Regions from separate parts of the Mus musculus genome. Here regions 2, 3 and 4 are each linked to region 1. Evidence: chromatin contacts called from public HiChIP or PLAC-seq and promoter capture Hi-C data. All regions are on one chromosome and are shown on one strand. Each heading gives the region's core, a stretch centred on a gene start, on an enhancer-like site or on the middle of the called end of the contact. The rest is flanking DNA. Distances are from core to core; before and after follow the strand shown.

Region 1 (3,670 bases), core at 297-2,796:
AGGAGATGCAAGTTCTCGCTAAAAGAGCAAACGCTAGATCCGCTAAAGGGACAAACCTTGTTCTTCTCTAGGCCAGCCTTCACAACCTTGAGATCTCATACCCCAGACAATAAGCAGTCTTCTAGTCCCAGGCAGCTCTGCTCTGCGCTATTCTTCCTAAAGCCGATAGCATTCAAATCACCAGAGTTCAGAGTGAAGGGAAGGAGCAGGTACGAAGTGAGTGGCCTTGCATCTGCATACTTGGTAACGACGTAAAGTTGAGCTGAGCTGGGCTCCTTAGAAAAGAAAGCCTGGCTTTATATAAAGCTCAGGCCTCTGTGAGGTCACCCCTGCCTCTTTAAGTCACAGTGGGCTCCATCTGCTTTAATCTCCCCATCTGTTGCCTTTCCATACTTAACCCCCCTCCACCAAAGGAAATGTGAAATCCAAAATGAAAAACTACTGGAAACTGCAGAACCTAAACTGGCGACACAAACTGGCCCAAGACAGTAGGCGAGAGTTGAAAGAAGGATGGATGCTTGCCCTCCCGGACGGGTCGCGAAGGATGCCGACCTAAGCCCAGCAGCTTGGAATGTTTCCCAACTCCAGCATCCTCCTCCCTGCCCTCCTAGGAGCTGTGGTGGGGGAAAATGACAAGGAGAGTTGGGGGTAAGGGGTAGTGGCAGGCCCAGGGTGGTCTCGCCTGCGCCCTCCAGACAGCTCACCAGCTCCCTTGAGTCCGTAAAGGAACAATAGCGGACTGTGGGTCTCCAGAGCCACCGGGCGTCTCTCGCTCCCACCTCCCGTCTCCGGCTTTTCCAAGTTCAGTCAAGAGGTGGGTCGAGCCAGGGAGCAAGGACTGGGGCACCGGACCCGGGGCAGGGCACGAAAGTGGGACGGGCTGCCCCGGGGGCGCAGCCACAGCGTCCTCTCGGGTCCGGTCATTCATTCCCACCCGCGCTCCCTCCGCAGACACCCCGCGCCACTGTCCCGCACCAGACCGCCAGAGGAGGCGAACCCCCTTTCCAAACTAGGTCGCACCTCTCTCTCTTTCTGCCAGATCCCCACTATCCTCCCGTTCCTCCACCCCACCCCCCCTTCCAACTGTCTTCCGTGGTCAGTGAGCGGCCAAAGCTCTGTCCAGACCAAAACTCCCGCCCGCTCCTCTCGGCGCCCGGAGCTCTGCGCAGCCCCAGACACAAAGGCGGGGACCGAGTCCAGAGCCCGCACCCCAGCCTCGCCGCCGCCACTCACCCCATCCAAGCGGCGGCCTCAGCTCCTGGCCCCGCTGGCCGTCCCGCCCGCCGCTTCCCCAGGAAAGTGCGGCTGCCGGGCTCGCTTCCTGCTCGGCTTCCTGCGCTGGGTCCCTCCTCCTCCTCCTCCTCCTCCTCCTCCTCCTTCTCCTCCTCCTCCCGACGCGGGGTCAGTGGGCGCTCAGCTCCGGGGCTCCGCCGGCAGGGCGGGGGCAACGGCAGCACCACCACGTGGCCGCCGGGCGCCGGCCCCCGACCTGGATCCCGTGGGCTCCAGGAGGGAGTTGCTAGCCACTCCCACTCCGCGCGGCCCCAAATTCCGGGAGTCAGGTGACCTGGCCCCGGAGCTGCTCCCTGGACCTGCGGGAGGTGCTCTGCGACCGCCCACGCCCCGGCCCGCGGCGCGTCCCGGACGTCCACGCTTGCGTTTCTGCGGATCGTGGGAATCCTTCTGCGTGGGTCTGTCTCACACCTTAACTTGAAGTTAGTGAGATCCGCGGTATGCGGGTTCCACCGCTGGGGTAGGATAAGGGCTCGGAAAAAGTACTTGTTTCTGGTCAGTTTCCAAAGTTATCTGTAGTCTTAGGAAAAGCCGAGTCACCGACCCAAGCCCCCTCTGAACCAGACTGAGATCGGTTCCATTTCCAGTGTGAACGAAAAGAAAGTAAACCAGAATGTACTTACATTTTCTGGGCTAAACCAGTTGGTTGGAGCGACTGTTTCCTAACACTCCTCAGGTGTAAGACAAAACTTAGTTGTGTTCTGCTCAGGGCTTGGGAGACTATCTACAGCCTGGACTGGCCGGCTAGATAGGGGCAGGAGCGCCCTCAGCGGGGTGTCTTGAGTTTGGAAGTCCTGAGATCCGGTAAAGCTTCCCTCCCCCAGACCACCAGGACCGGACCTCTGAACCGAATCGACCCTTCCATTAATTCTGAGGGTTTGAAATCTCACTATTATTCCCCTAATTTAAGCAGGGATTTTAGTCCCACTAGCCAGCTAGATCGTAAAAAGTTTGACTCACCAAAGCTCCATGGGACTCCTGGTTGGTGTTGTGTCTTTCGCACAGAAAGGTTTCTAGAGTAAGCAGATCCTAGCTATTTTTGCTAGGATCGCCTGTAAGTCCACTGAAGTAAGGAGGAAAAACAACCAGTTCCAACAGAAGTGAGAGTCACCCTAACAGCAATCAGTGTACAGTATCTTGACTTTGTGTGTTACCATCGGATCGGGTGGTTTGTTTTTTTTTGTTTGTTTGTTTTTTTTTACCCCACCCCTTCACTCCTTTCCCTAAGAGAACACCTTGCCTTAGCTTTCACAAGCGAACTTGCCAACTAGAAAACAAAAGCTTCATCTTTAGCTCAATAGTCTTTACTTCCTAAGTACCATACATCAAAAAGAATCCCTGGGGGGGGGGGGCGGGGCAGGGGAGTGGGAGTGGGGAGCCAATTCAAAGCAAGATACACACTTTTACACATGTGATGTGGAACTAAAAACCACACTAAAAGAAACAATTGACAGCACCCTGTGTAGTGTGGGCCATTTCTTCTAACCGGGTTTTGATCTTGGGTTCTTTAATCAGTTACCAACAGAGTATTTAAGTACCTTCTACCGATCCTCCAGCTGGAGGAAAGGTAACCACCTGTGGATCTGCTTTTTGTTGAATCAGAGGCAGCTGGGAGGGTGGTACAGCCTGTCAAAGGCTCCTTTGGAAATGCCAGTGTGTGCATATTGTTTAGGAAACCGACGACAAACTGTAGTTAAACTATTCAACAAGTGTCTCTCTAACCAGCCTTTCATCACCCAAGTCTTCGCCTCTGCTTATCTTTCCTGGTCACCTGAAAAGACCCCTTTCTCACGCTGCCCTGTTCCCATAGGTGCCTTGTGTGCTACCCTCATTAGTTTATAACTCAGCCCCCATCAGCAAGTTTGATGTGTGTGAGGCACTGTGTGGAGGGGAGACTGTGCCAAAACCGTTTGCAGATTCAATCTTTTCAAACTCAAAATTAACACCCAGTGTACTCTAGAGTCTTCAACCTTCCTTAGACAACCCTCAAAATGCTTCCTCCTGCACAGAAATCGGTTTGGGGTTAAGTAACGTCTTCTCATTGTTTTGTTTTTGTTTTGCCCAGGAGTTTTAGAAATGCTAACCGAGCTCAGGTTTTGAACATGTCTGGGACTGTGAATTGGCTGCCAGAATGAAGTGAGTAACTGCTATCTAAAGACTGTTAAAATCTGATGGGATAAACAGGTTACATGGTAGGTATAACTTTTTTGTAACCCATTTTTATTACGGGTTTAACCTCTCCTCTAGCCCACCACCCAGTAGAGGTAGTGGAAGAGAAAGGTTATTAGGATATGGGGAGAGAGGACCTGCTTAGCAATAGTTTTGGGGGGCAAATTCAATCTTCTTTGGCAGCAGTTCAGTAGCAAACACCAAATAT
Region 2 (3,670 bases), core at 656-3,155, 1.6 Mb after region 1:
AGATGTCTACCGCTGGAAGTTTAAGCCACATTCAAGGTGAAGGTGATGAGGATTCACATTTAAAACAACTGCAGCTGGGTGCTGCTGGTGCTCGCCTTTAGTCCCAGCTTGTGGCAGAGGCAGGATAAACCCTGTTTCCAAAACTAAAAAACAAACAAACAAAAAGCCCTCAAAACCAAAGCAAATAACAAATTGTGATCATTCCTTAGGTACTGCTCCTATCTCATCTATCTATCTATCTATCTATCTATCTATCTATCTATCTATCTATCTATCTATCTAGTGTGTGTTTTATGTCTGCTGTTCTTACCTGTTCATGAACTTGTAGAGGCCAGACGTTGACCTCAGGCATCCTCTTTAACTGTTTCACAGGCTTCCAGGATCTGTCTTTCTTAGCTTCCTAAGGCTGCTATTACAGGAATGTACTTGGTGCTCATGAGTGCTGGGATTTGAACTTTGGTCCTCACGCTAGCTCAGCAAGCTGTTGACCCACTGAGCCATTCGCTGGGCCCTCACACTGTTTCTGAGGCAAGGCTTCTTATTGGGACCTAGGCACTTACCCATTTGCTTGCCCATGTGGCGAGGCTCACTGGCAAGGAAGCCTCCAGGAATCTGCCTCTGCCTCCCAGATGCCAGTTTCTAATTTGTCCTCAAGTACTGTGCCCACTGACTACCTCCCCAACGAAGCTTCACATCTTACCCCATTTAAAAAAAAAAAAAAATCTCCGCAGGGACAGGAGCAACTAGCCGAACAGGCAGAGCCTGTACGCACAGCTTTGTGCTTTTTGGATTTAACCTTCTGAGTTAAATAACCATTTAATTTACAAAGGACATTTAAAGTCAGTTGGCAAAGAATGACCAGAAAGGTGAAGGAACAAAAAGGTGACGTGAATGGGAGAAACTGGCTGAGGACACATTTTTTTTTTTTTTTTTTTTTCAGGAAAAAGGGAAGGTAGCTTGGGGCTGTGGGTGGGAGGACCTACTGGGACTTACTGTCCCCGTAGGAGTTGAGACAACGTATTTGGGCGCGGGGAATATTCTGTCTAAACCTGGCTTACTCACTGCGTATGGTTACTGTTTATTTTAAATAATACTGGACAGACCTACGATACCGTTTTTGGATAATGTTTTCTCATAAGACCCGCCCTTCTACTTCTCCAAACCCTTCTCAGGTTTGGCAGTTTTTCCTTTAACTTGATTTGCACAAACTGCCAAAGGGATTGAACCTAGTAATTACATCGAAAATAGATTTAGGGCTACAAAGACGTGGCATGAAACTCAAGAGGTTTACTGTCGCTATAAAAGAATCCTAAGGTCGGCTGTCCTAACAGTACAGTGCGCCCTGACCACTTTACAGCCGCAGTCGGAGGTAGGAAAGTTTTACAAACACAATTCGTCAATTTGTTTAACCTCTCTACGCCAGAGCACAGTACATGAACAGCTTTAAACGCCCGAGTGTAGATGACTCCTTTTGAAACTCGGGAGTTTCACAGGCGAAGAGCCAAGTCCTCCCCGTAGGTAGTGAGGACCCGGGCTATAGTGGCTGATCCCCAGGGATGCTGAGGTCTCAGTGGGGTCCGCCCTAGCCTGGCCTCGGCTTCTGGGATCCAGGAGAGATCTCACTGGTCGCTGGCGCCAGGCCGGACCTTTAGAGTGAACTGAGAGGCGGATGAAAGCCGGGCAGGTCACCGATCGCAAACCTTTCGTCTCCAGACTCAGGGCCACTAGCGAGTCCAGAAGCTCAAGTGTCCGCCGAAGTGGGAGGCGGCTAGCCACGCCCCCCGCTCGCGCCGCTTCCGGCACCCCGGCCCCGCCCCGCGCCGGCGCTGCCACATCCTCCGGTGACGTCAGCGCGCGCCGCCATATTGGGAAGCGCCACCGCCGCCGCCGCCTCCGCTCGGGCTCCTGGGCTGTGTGGGGGGCCACAGCCGCGGGCTGAAGGCTCCCTTGTGTACCCCATCGACGCCCGGCCCGCCGGCTTCGCCCAGCTCCGGCTCCTCATGACCGCCTTCGGCCCCGCAGCCCACGGACATCGCCCCAGCTCCAAGAATTAACACGGAAGCTCCCGGGGCCGGGGCCGTGAGGGAGAGCCGGCCGGTCCCGCGTCCCTGTCGGTCCGGCGCGGCTCTTGTGCGGGAGCCATGACCTCGCTGACCCAGCGGAGCTCGGGCCTGGTGCAGCGGCGCACCGAGGCCTCCCGGAACGCTGCCGACAAGGAGCGGGCGGCGGGAGGCGGCGGCGGCAGCGGCGAGGACGAGGCGCAGAGCCGCCGCGACGAGCAGGACGACGACGACAAGGGCGACTCCAAGGAAACGCGGCTGACCCTGATGGAGGAGGTGCTCCTGCTGGGCCTCAAGGACCGAGAGGTGCGGGCGCCGCGGCCCCGGCCGGGGTGGCAGCCGGGGTGGCAGCGGGACCCGGGTGGCTCCAGGTGGGGCCCGGGTGGGCGCTGGCCGAGGCCTCACCTGTCCCTGCTTCCGGAGCCCCGCGCCCCTGAGCGCCCTCTCGTCCCAAGGAGTGTGGGAGTCAGCCCTCTCCGGCTGCGCTCCGAGTGCTCCCGATCCTCCCGGTACCAAGTGCTCGCTTGGGTTTTCCCGTCCTCTGCTCACAAGCACTCTTAGTTCCGAAGTCTTGGCGATCTTTGCGTTTCTTCTTCTTCGCCGTCTGCCGCAAATAATGGCAACTCCAACCCAAGACTGTTGAGATCTAAAGACTCGGGGCTACCGCGGCTCCCAAGTATTGAGTTTTTGCAGGTTTTAAGACCCGGGAGAGGTTCGCGGATCTACTTGCTGTCGGCCCTCTTTCTTATGTAAAACTTGAGTTGCGGCGCGCGGTTAAGAAATTAGCAAAGTTGTTTTTACTGGGTATTGTTTTAAAAAGTCAATACTAAGTTGATATAAAACCTAGGAAGTTACTTTTTGGATGAACTTGGTTTGAGCGAGCGATGAGTTAGTTTTGCGGTTAGATCTGCTGTCGTCCTTTCCGTTTTGCCATTTTAAGGGAGGGCTTGTGAAGAGCTGGGAGGAATACCAAGTTTGCGCTTTGATGAAAGACTGCAAAGATTTAGGTAGGCTTAAGTTGTGTTCTGACGTTTGGAAAGGTCACCCCAGATATTTAGGAATTTCACACATATAAGTTGAAAAAGTGCAAGTGTCCGTCTTTTAAATGTCTGGATTCTGTAGTTAATGTTTGATTGATTTTATTAATACCCATCCATCTCTAAAGATGATTATTTTTAAGGGCAGACTTGCAGGATTGGATGTTTCATAAATCATGTATGATGAGGTGGCCCGGAAGTTTGTTTCGTTTCAGTGTGGAAACTCTAGACAACACATTTTGAGAGTCAGACAGAAAGGTATTGGATCTTGTTTTTAAATACGTTTTCAGAATTCAGGAAGGAGGACAAGAAACAAACCAGAACAAAACTCAGTTCATCCTATAAAACAGTTTTTTAGTTCCTCAGACTTAGCAGCGGTAGAGAGCTGAGTTTTTCCAGGGACTGTTTGTGGTTCCCGGATATTAGATACTACCCAGGGAAGTGCTTCTTGATGCCTTAATACCATTCAGCTTGAAGACACTTAATGGCCCTCAGGCTGTGAAAGGGGCACAGTACCTGTTTAATTACAGTTATTATGAGGAATGCGGTGGTGTGTGTTTCATTTTTAGTTGT
Region 3 (3,670 bases), core at 410-2,909, 1.5 Mb after region 1:
ATTTTAAGATTTATTTATGTGACTACACTAGCTGTCTTCAGATACACCAGAAGAGAGCATCTGATCCCATTACAGATGGTTGTGAGTCACCATGTAGTTGCCGGGACTTGAACTCAGGACCTCTGGAAGAGCCATCAATGCTCTTAACCACTGAGCCAACTCTCCAGCCCAGAATGGTGACACATTCTTGCTGAGTTCTCTCAATGGGGGAGGGTTAGCCAGAACCCTCTGATCTCATAAGGGCATTCCTTCAAGGCTCAATAATCTCCAAGTCCACTTCTTCCTCACAGTATCACATGGGGGAGGGGGACGGACACAATCAGAAGAGGGTGGCAAACCAGCTGGTTTTTTGGTATTTAAAACGTTTCTTTTGTTGGCTCCCATTCCTGGGAAGTGTACAGACCCAGAGACAGTGTCAAGTTTTCAGAGTCGTATTACAACAGGGCTTGACCTTCAGCAGATGTTAAAGATCAGGGTGATCTAGTAACACTTAACGTTAGCTTGACGGCCGGCAGAAAGGGACATTTGCTTGGTGAATTTCTATCAAAAGCCAGCATTTCTGTTTATGGGTTGGGTCAGATCCTGGAAACAAAAGCAACAGAATCTGTCTGGCATATCGGAATCAGAGAGGTCACCTCTCCTTCCTGGGAACCAACGTGGAAAAGCACAGTTAATTGCTAGGTTTTGAGAGGAAGGTCTTATTTGTGATCTAGGTTGCCTGGGGACTTCCTAAGTAGTCCGAGCTGGCCACAAATTCACTATCTTTCTGTCTGGCCTTCCAGGTGCTGGAATAGCAGGTGTGCACTAACCACCCTTCCGTGTCACTTGTAGTACTTAGTTGGGAATTTTAAAAGAAATACAAGGGGGTGGTGCAGTTGGTCAGACTAAGGCATAGCAAGGTGCCTGACACTTGAAAAATTAACTGCAAATGTTTATTGGCTTTTCACAGTAGATGGAACAACTTCGGGTGAGCTGCATCGTATCTTATTCTTCTAACACAATGCTCCACAGGGAGAATTCAATTTGGTCTTGCTCACGCGAGGCAAGTGCCCCAAAGGTGGAATTCAAATGAATAGAAATGAATAGTGTGTGTGTGTGTGTGTGTGTGTGTGTGTGTGTTTTATTTGCTATCTTGGCTTAATATGAGAGGTTTGTCGATAACTTGGGAGAGCAGATAAGTCTTAAGGGCTTTTGATATCTTACCAGTTAGAAACCAAGCGACAAACAAAAGAAGTTTGAAGTTGAACACAACATTTTACGTCACTTTAGTCAGTTCCTATCCGCTCTGTCTCTCTTCATTCGTCTAAAGTCTGAACGTCGTCGGTGTGGTTTTGAAGCTTCTGCGGAGGCATTCTGTTCAGCAAGCTGAATTTCAAAGCTGCTGGCCAGTAAAAGAAGCAAAATGGGTAGAACGACTTGCCCGCAACAACTTAGCGACGGCAGGACCATTGGGCAAATGGCGACATTCTCGCTAGCCAATCGTGGGGAAGCCCGGAGAGAACGCTCTCCGCATTGGCTAGAGCAAATACCTCGGCCAACAAGGGGTGGGCGTGGCCAGTCCCATGCTGTGGGCGGGACCTCAGCCGGAGCAGAGCGAGCGGCGGTGGGCGTGTCCCACGGTCGCTAGGCGGGGCGCGTGGCCTGGGCGGAGCGAACGGTGTCAGCGGCGGAGCCGGATGCGGGCGGTACTGCTGCCGCCGCCGCGGCCCTAGGGATGGGCGGAGCCCCGGCCGCTGGTGCTGGTGGCCGCCGCCGCTGCCGGAACCTGAGCCGGAGCCGCCGCCTCTGCTGTCGCCGCGCTTCGGCTTCGTTGCTTCGCAAGGCGGCGGGATGCTGGGGAAAGGGGGAGTCGGCGGTGGCGGCGGCACCAAGGCGCCCAAGCCCTCCTTCGTGTCGTACGTACGCCCTGAGGTGAGAGTGCGCCGGGCGAGCGCGGCGGCGGGTGGAGCGGCCGGGGCAGGGGCGCTTCCTGCCGGGGTGCCGGGCGGGGCGCTCTGGGGCCTCCCGGGCTGGCCGCGGCCCGGACCCCTGCGGCAGGCCGGGCAGGTGCTGGGGCAGGGCCCTGTCGCTCGCCACCGCGCCTGTGGGCGGGAGCCGGAGCCCGGGAGGTCCGGCGGCTCCGGCGCCCCAGGTATCCGGGAAGGGAAGAGAAAGCTTGCGTGGTCGGGAACCCGACGGGGTTCCCCCGGCAGCCCGCAGCCCGGTGTGTGTGCTCTGCCCGGGACTTTTCTCCGCGAGTCCTGAGAGTTCGTCTCTGTCGCGGGTGGTGCACTGCTTTGCGTCCGCGCTGCTGTATGTGGGTCGGCCTTGGCCTCTTTCGGTGTCTGCCCAGAGCATCCTCCTCCCGCTTCTTCCCATTTCATCTCCCCCCTTCCAAACTGCAATTCTAGTCGAGAAGTGCATTCACTCGGGAAATACTTTCTGCGCTCCTACTGTGTGCCAGGTACGATCCTGGAAAGCTTGTGCTAAGTATCAGTGAACAGAACAAAGATCGAGCTCCTTGGGAGCTTATGTAAAAAGAAACAAACAGTCAACGATATGCGATTATTAATTGTATAGTACTTAGAAGATGGTGGGGACAAGGAATCCTTTCATTCTTGCAAAGGTGGTATTTCAGTCAGGACGTTAGAGGACGTTAGGTCTAGGTAAGGAGTCCTGGACGGCCCCAGGGAAGGCTGCCAGTTCTGGAGTTCCGTGAATGAGGAGGACATTGAAGAGATCAGAACTAGAGCATGTTGAAGACTTCTGGAGCAGTCGTTCCTTACCTTTTAGTAGACTCCTTCTCATTTTCGATTTGTGAAAGTTGTGTGCGGTTTTTTTTTTCCCTGCTTTTGCAATTTTGTTTGTTTGTCTCTCGATTATGTAGCCTGGCTGTGCTGGAACTCACTATGTAGAGCAGTCTGGCCTCGAAGTCACAGAGCTCTGCTTGCCTCTGCCTCCCGAATGCTAGAACTCAAGGTAGTACGACCATGCCTAGCTTCTGCAATCTGTCTGTGTGCAGGTAGATGCTCTACCAAATTTACTGCCTCCAAATGTCTTCCCACTTCTCACTTGCTAAGGTGGAAAACAGGTGGGCCTGAAATGAGATATCAGAGACCTGGGGCCTGCAGCATTTGCATGTGTGTCTTGAAATCAAGGCATCTAGTGGAGAGTACTAAAATGGAACCTATTTTCAGTCGTAATTTTCAAATAAAAACCACTTCCTCTGTCAGAACTTGATATGGAGAGACAGGGTCACCTTACATTTCACCCTGTAGTCCATAGAGGTAATGTGGTCAGGTTCTCTTTGTCTTTCTTTGATAGCACCCTAGTTGAACGCTAACTGCCTTTGACCTTTAACCTTTAACCTTTCTCATTTAGTGAGAGTAAACTGCAAGTGAAGAGTCTTCTGAAGTCTGGCCAGAGTTCAAGAGTGCGCCAGTCCTTCATCTGACTGTGCAGTTTTTGCCATCAGCGCTGCTCTGTCTCCCTTGAGAGGCAGTAGGGAAAGTGGTAGCTCAGCTCACTGGACTCATGGCTTTGGGGTCTTCTTAGAGGGCAGCTTTGTGTTTTTGTGTCTAAGACCGTGCTGTGAGGATGCTGTGCGTCTTTGTTGTAGTTGGTACTGGCTAAGATTCTCTATTCAACTGTGCATGGTTTATTAAAAGACAATGGTGGGAGGAGGTGAGAA
Region 4 (3,670 bases), core at 418-2,917, 1.4 Mb after region 1:
ACGGGTGAGTTCTGATTCACTCTGACTGTTTTAAGGCTCATCAGACTTAAGAGATAAGCAGCAGGGGGCTGCTGGATGGCCACGAGGCAGGTGAGAGGTGAGGTGCAGCGCTTCCTAGGCCTTGGTGGAGGCAGGGTAAGAGCAAGACGACAGAAATCAGTCCAGGAGTGGCTGGGAGAGGGGATGGAAGGGGAGGGAGAGCCCAGCGGAAGCAGTATAGTGAGTGCCAGGTCTCCAGGTCAGCCAGCAAGACCCTAACTAAAGGAGAAAGAGAGAGAGAGAAGAGAGAGAGAGAGAGAGAGAGAGAGAGAGAGAGAGAGAACGATCGCTAGCTCAGGTCATCTCAGCTCCATCCCTAGCAGTAGAAAAGAAATGGGCGGGGGGGGGGGGGGTGGAGGTGGGGGAGGTGTGACTGAAAATGGCCTGAGACAATACAGAGATAACACTAAAGCATCTGTAATGAAGACACAGTTGCATGCAGTAAAGAACTATTTATAAAGTATTGATCCTGACCCAGGGAGACCTGGCACTCTTTTGAAGCTCAGGTAAGGAGTGAATAGGTGGGTAGTTTCTATTTTGAAACACTGTCTCCCTCTGTAGTGTAGGCAGGTCTAGAACTCTGGGAAATCCTCCTGTCTCAGCCTCTCCAATGATGGGATTTATAGGTGTATGCCCCTCTACCCAGGAAATCTAAGACTCTCACAAAGACATTTGAACTGGTCATCCCCGCACTCAGTTCTAGCCAGAGTGACTTCCTTGATACTCTATAGACTTCTCCACTGCCCTTCCTCCAGGTAGCTACCTGGGTGGTTTTCTTGCTTCTGTCAGGTCTCTATTCCAGGGCTTGCCCTAACCGCCCGAACTCCCCTTATCTTCATTGTCCTGTTTTTATTCCTAATACTCCAGTCCCACCCACCACATTTTCTATGTTTTTGGCTCTAGTGTGTCATAAGACTTCCCAGAACAAAAATTCCATGTGAACAGGGATTTTGTTTTGCTCCTACAACATGTCACGTTTCGTTTCTGGCATCTACAACGCCCAACACCTTGTTGGGGGCCGCCAACATGACCCTGAAAGGCTCCTTGTCTGTGAGGTGGGGCGGGGTCTTGGCAAAATGTGTGACCCCTGTGACAGGCAGGGTTCTGGGCAGATGCTTGGTGCAGCACTTCCTCTGCTCTTTTCCCCCCCATCGTTGTCTCCTCCCCTTTCCAAAGGCCAGTGACAAGCAACAGGAATTAGGCCAGCTCAAATGTTAATGGAAATTAAAGGAGAGAGGAGGGCTGAAAGAGAGAACAAACGCAGCCGCAAAAGTAAAGGAAACCGGTGAAAAAGTAAGGCGGCGAAAAGGCCAACAGACGTCACGCTATCTGGTCACGCTGCCCGACTCCCCCGCGGCCGAGCGAGGCGCTCTTCCTCCGCCTTGTAGCCTCCCTGCAGCGGGTGCGAGTCACCATCGCTTAGGATAAGGCCGGGCCCGTAGTCCCACGAGAGAACCCCACATCCGCACCCCAGAAATCCGCTCCTCGGGGGGCCCTGCGCCAGCCCCCGGGTGGGGGGTGGGGGGGTTGGCGCGGGGCGTAAGGACTACATCTCCCAGGATGCATCGCACTAGCGCGCTTGCGCGGTGCGGCCGGCGGCGGCGGTCTGTTCTCCGCTGAGGAGGAGTGGGGCAGAGGAGGGAGGCAGCGGGTGAGAGTTCAGAGTTCAGCAGCAGCAGCCCGAGCCCATGATTCCCATATGCCCTGTAGTTTCTTTCACCTATGGTGAGTCTAAATGTGGCCCGTGGAGGCCTCTGCCATGCCCTGCCCCGGCCCTGGGCGGCGGGTAGGCGCGGGGGTTGGGGCCAGCTCCGGGGAGGAGGCGGCGGCCGCCACCCGGGCGTGCGAGTGAGTGAGGGAGTGCGGGGAGGGAGGCGGACGGCGGCGCGGCCGCGGTCCCCGCCGGCCAGGGCGGCTTCTCACGGCCCCTTTTCTCTCCCTTGCCATCCCTCGGCACCCCGACCCCTTGACGGCTGCCCTCCCGCCATGGGACCTGACTCTCCGTGCCCGCCGCAGTGCCCAGCCGGCTGGGGGAAGATGCCAAAATGGCGACCGGCAACTACTTTGGATTCACCCACAGCGGGGCGGCGGCGGCGGCGGCTGCGGCCCAGTATAGGTAACGGCTCCCCGCCTTCTCCCTTTTTCCTCTTCCCTCCGCGCCCCGCGGTCCGGCTCCCGCCGACGCTCCGGCCCCGCGGCCGCATCCGCCCCCGCCCCCGCCGCACCGCCCCGAGAGCCCGGGTCCCCGCGGCAGGCGCGGCCGGGAGCCCCCCGCACCCTCCCCACACCCGCCCTTCCCTGCCGTGTCGCACTCGGCCTCCGGCTCCGGCGGACAGCGGCCCCCGGAGGGGCCGAGACGGGGGAGGGATGACTGCGGAGGGGTTGGGGACGTGGAGGGCCTTGGACGGCCCCGGAGGTAAAATGGCCTCCCGCGGCCTTGGAGCGGAGCCGAGCCGCCCGCTGCGGCCCCTCGGCTTCCCGGGTCCCCGCCTCCACCCTGTCACCCCCCCACCTCTTATCTTCCCTTTGGCTCGGGGAATGGAGAGAGAGTGAGCCGAGGGGCCTCGCGCGGAGTGCGGAGTCAGCGGCCTCTACCGCGACGCCCCCGGAGCCCAGATCACACAGCAGGTCTTTGTCGGTACCTTCCCTTGGCCCTGGGTCCCCGACGCCACCAACCACCCCCCTGCCCCCAGCCCCTCAGATTAACTGCCACTTTGCCAGCGTCATCGCCTCCATCTCATTCCCTTTGGGTTTTCTTGCTCGCGGAGATGTTAATATGCCAACCACCTGTGAATCGTTTAGCTGTTAGACCGAAAAAGATGTGCGAAGTTCCTAGGGTAGATGATGCGTGTGTAGCCTTTGGAGCCATTGAGGACGGCTCCAAGTGGACCGGTGGTTCTCCTTTGAGGTCTTCCCCCCTGCCCCTCGCCCCGCCCGGGGAAAAAGAAAATGCCAGTGACTGTATACCGAGTAGTTGTGGTGCCTGGGATGAATCCTCTACCTCCAGATAGCTGTCATTGCTAAAGTAGCTGTAATTCCTTATACATCTTATCGCAGAAACAAGAGGCAAAACCCTGTATTTATTGGACCGTCATGAATCAGAGTAAGACAGCTAGTCGCTTGGTTCATGCAGTAAGCATACAGTTTTATGTGTGCCTTAGCATATTTAGGATCATGGTTAAATTCAGATAGCTTTTTCATCCCATTTACCTTAGGAGAGTCATGTATTTAAAAGAGGCTCATTGGAAAACAAAATTTTAGTAACAGTATCTTTGTGATTTTTTATGACATTTGGGACATATTTTTTGAGTTTCCTCTGTAAAATGGGATACTGGCTAATAATTGGGGGCTGAAAATTCTAAAGGAAAAAAAAGTTACTTCATTTTAGGGAATCCTATGATACAATTTACTACAAGAGATACTGTTTTACATATTACTGACAAAGAAAAAAAAATCTATCAATCAAATAGATGAAATGCCCCCATTTTTTAAAAAAGGTGTTAAAATTGTAAATTATTATATTACTGACATAGGTATTTTACTGATTGTTGAAAGCCTCAATCTTAAGGTGGTGGCTTAAAAGTCTCTTCAGGCCAGTGCTGAGAAAAATGACTGAAATTATATCTTCAGA

Evidence for each region. Promoter capture Hi-C pulls out the DNA fragments that hold promoters and counts their contacts. HiChIP or PLAC-seq counts read pairs in DNA pulled down with a chosen protein or histone mark.
Region 2: a promoter capture Hi-C map of liver shows a contact between it and region 1, with 2.4 times the contacts expected there. The contact joins the promoter of Golph3 here to the promoter of 4930556M19Rik in region 1. A contact is called at or near these places in 1 of 39 promoter capture datasets (liver) and 1 of 115 datasets of contacts at active chromatin or transcription factors (pancreatic cancer cells).
Region 3: a contact with region 1 is called in a promoter capture Hi-C map of liver, with 4 times the contacts expected there. The contact joins the promoter of Mtmr12 here to the promoter of 4930556M19Rik in region 1. A contact is called at or near these places in 3 of 39 promoter capture datasets (the C10 cell line, embryonic stem cells and liver), 1 of 115 datasets of contacts at active chromatin or transcription factors (embryonic stem cells) and 1 of 9 other capture datasets (embryonic stem cells).
Region 4: a contact with region 1 is called in an H3K27ac HiChIP or PLAC-seq map of embryonic stem cells, with 5 times the contacts expected there. The contact joins the promoter of Zfr here to the promoter of 4930556M19Rik in region 1. A contact is called at or near these places in 1 of 39 promoter capture datasets (liver), 2 of 115 datasets of contacts at active chromatin or transcription factors (embryonic stem cells and pancreatic cancer cells) and 1 of 9 other capture datasets (macrophages).

Annotation. Positions count from the first base shown.
Region 1 is chr15:10,713,290-10,716,959 of GRCm38.p6, forward strand. 4930556M19Rik (RIKEN cDNA 4930556M19 gene) reads left to right here and starts at 1,547. Exons shown (of 7, transcript NR_045063.1): 1 at 1,547-1,691; 2 at 3,359-3,485. It overlaps Rai14 (retinoic acid induced 14), which reads right to left and starts at 1,342. Exons shown (of 18, transcript NM_001166408.1): 1 at 1,234-1,342.
Region 2 is chr15:12,319,591-12,323,260 of GRCm38.p6, forward strand. It overlaps Golph3 (golgi phosphoprotein 3), which reads left to right and starts at 1,906. Exons shown (of 4, transcript NM_025673.2): 1 at 1,906-2,366. The coding sequence starts at 2,142. Gm52210 (a long non-coding RNA gene) reads right to left here and starts at 988. Exons shown (of 2, transcript XR_003951630.1): 1 at 311-988; 2 at 1-143.
Region 3 is chr15:12,203,369-12,207,038 of GRCm38.p6, forward strand. Mtmr12 (myotubularin related protein 12) reads left to right here and starts at 1,660. Exons shown (of 16, transcript NM_172958.4): 1 at 1,660-1,911. The coding sequence starts at 1,831.
Region 4 is chr15:12,116,184-12,119,853 of GRCm38.p6, forward strand. It overlaps Zfr (zinc finger RNA binding protein), which reads left to right and starts at 1,668. Exons shown (of 20, transcript NM_011767.2): 1 at 1,668-1,764; 2 at 2,056-2,155. The coding sequence starts at 1,728.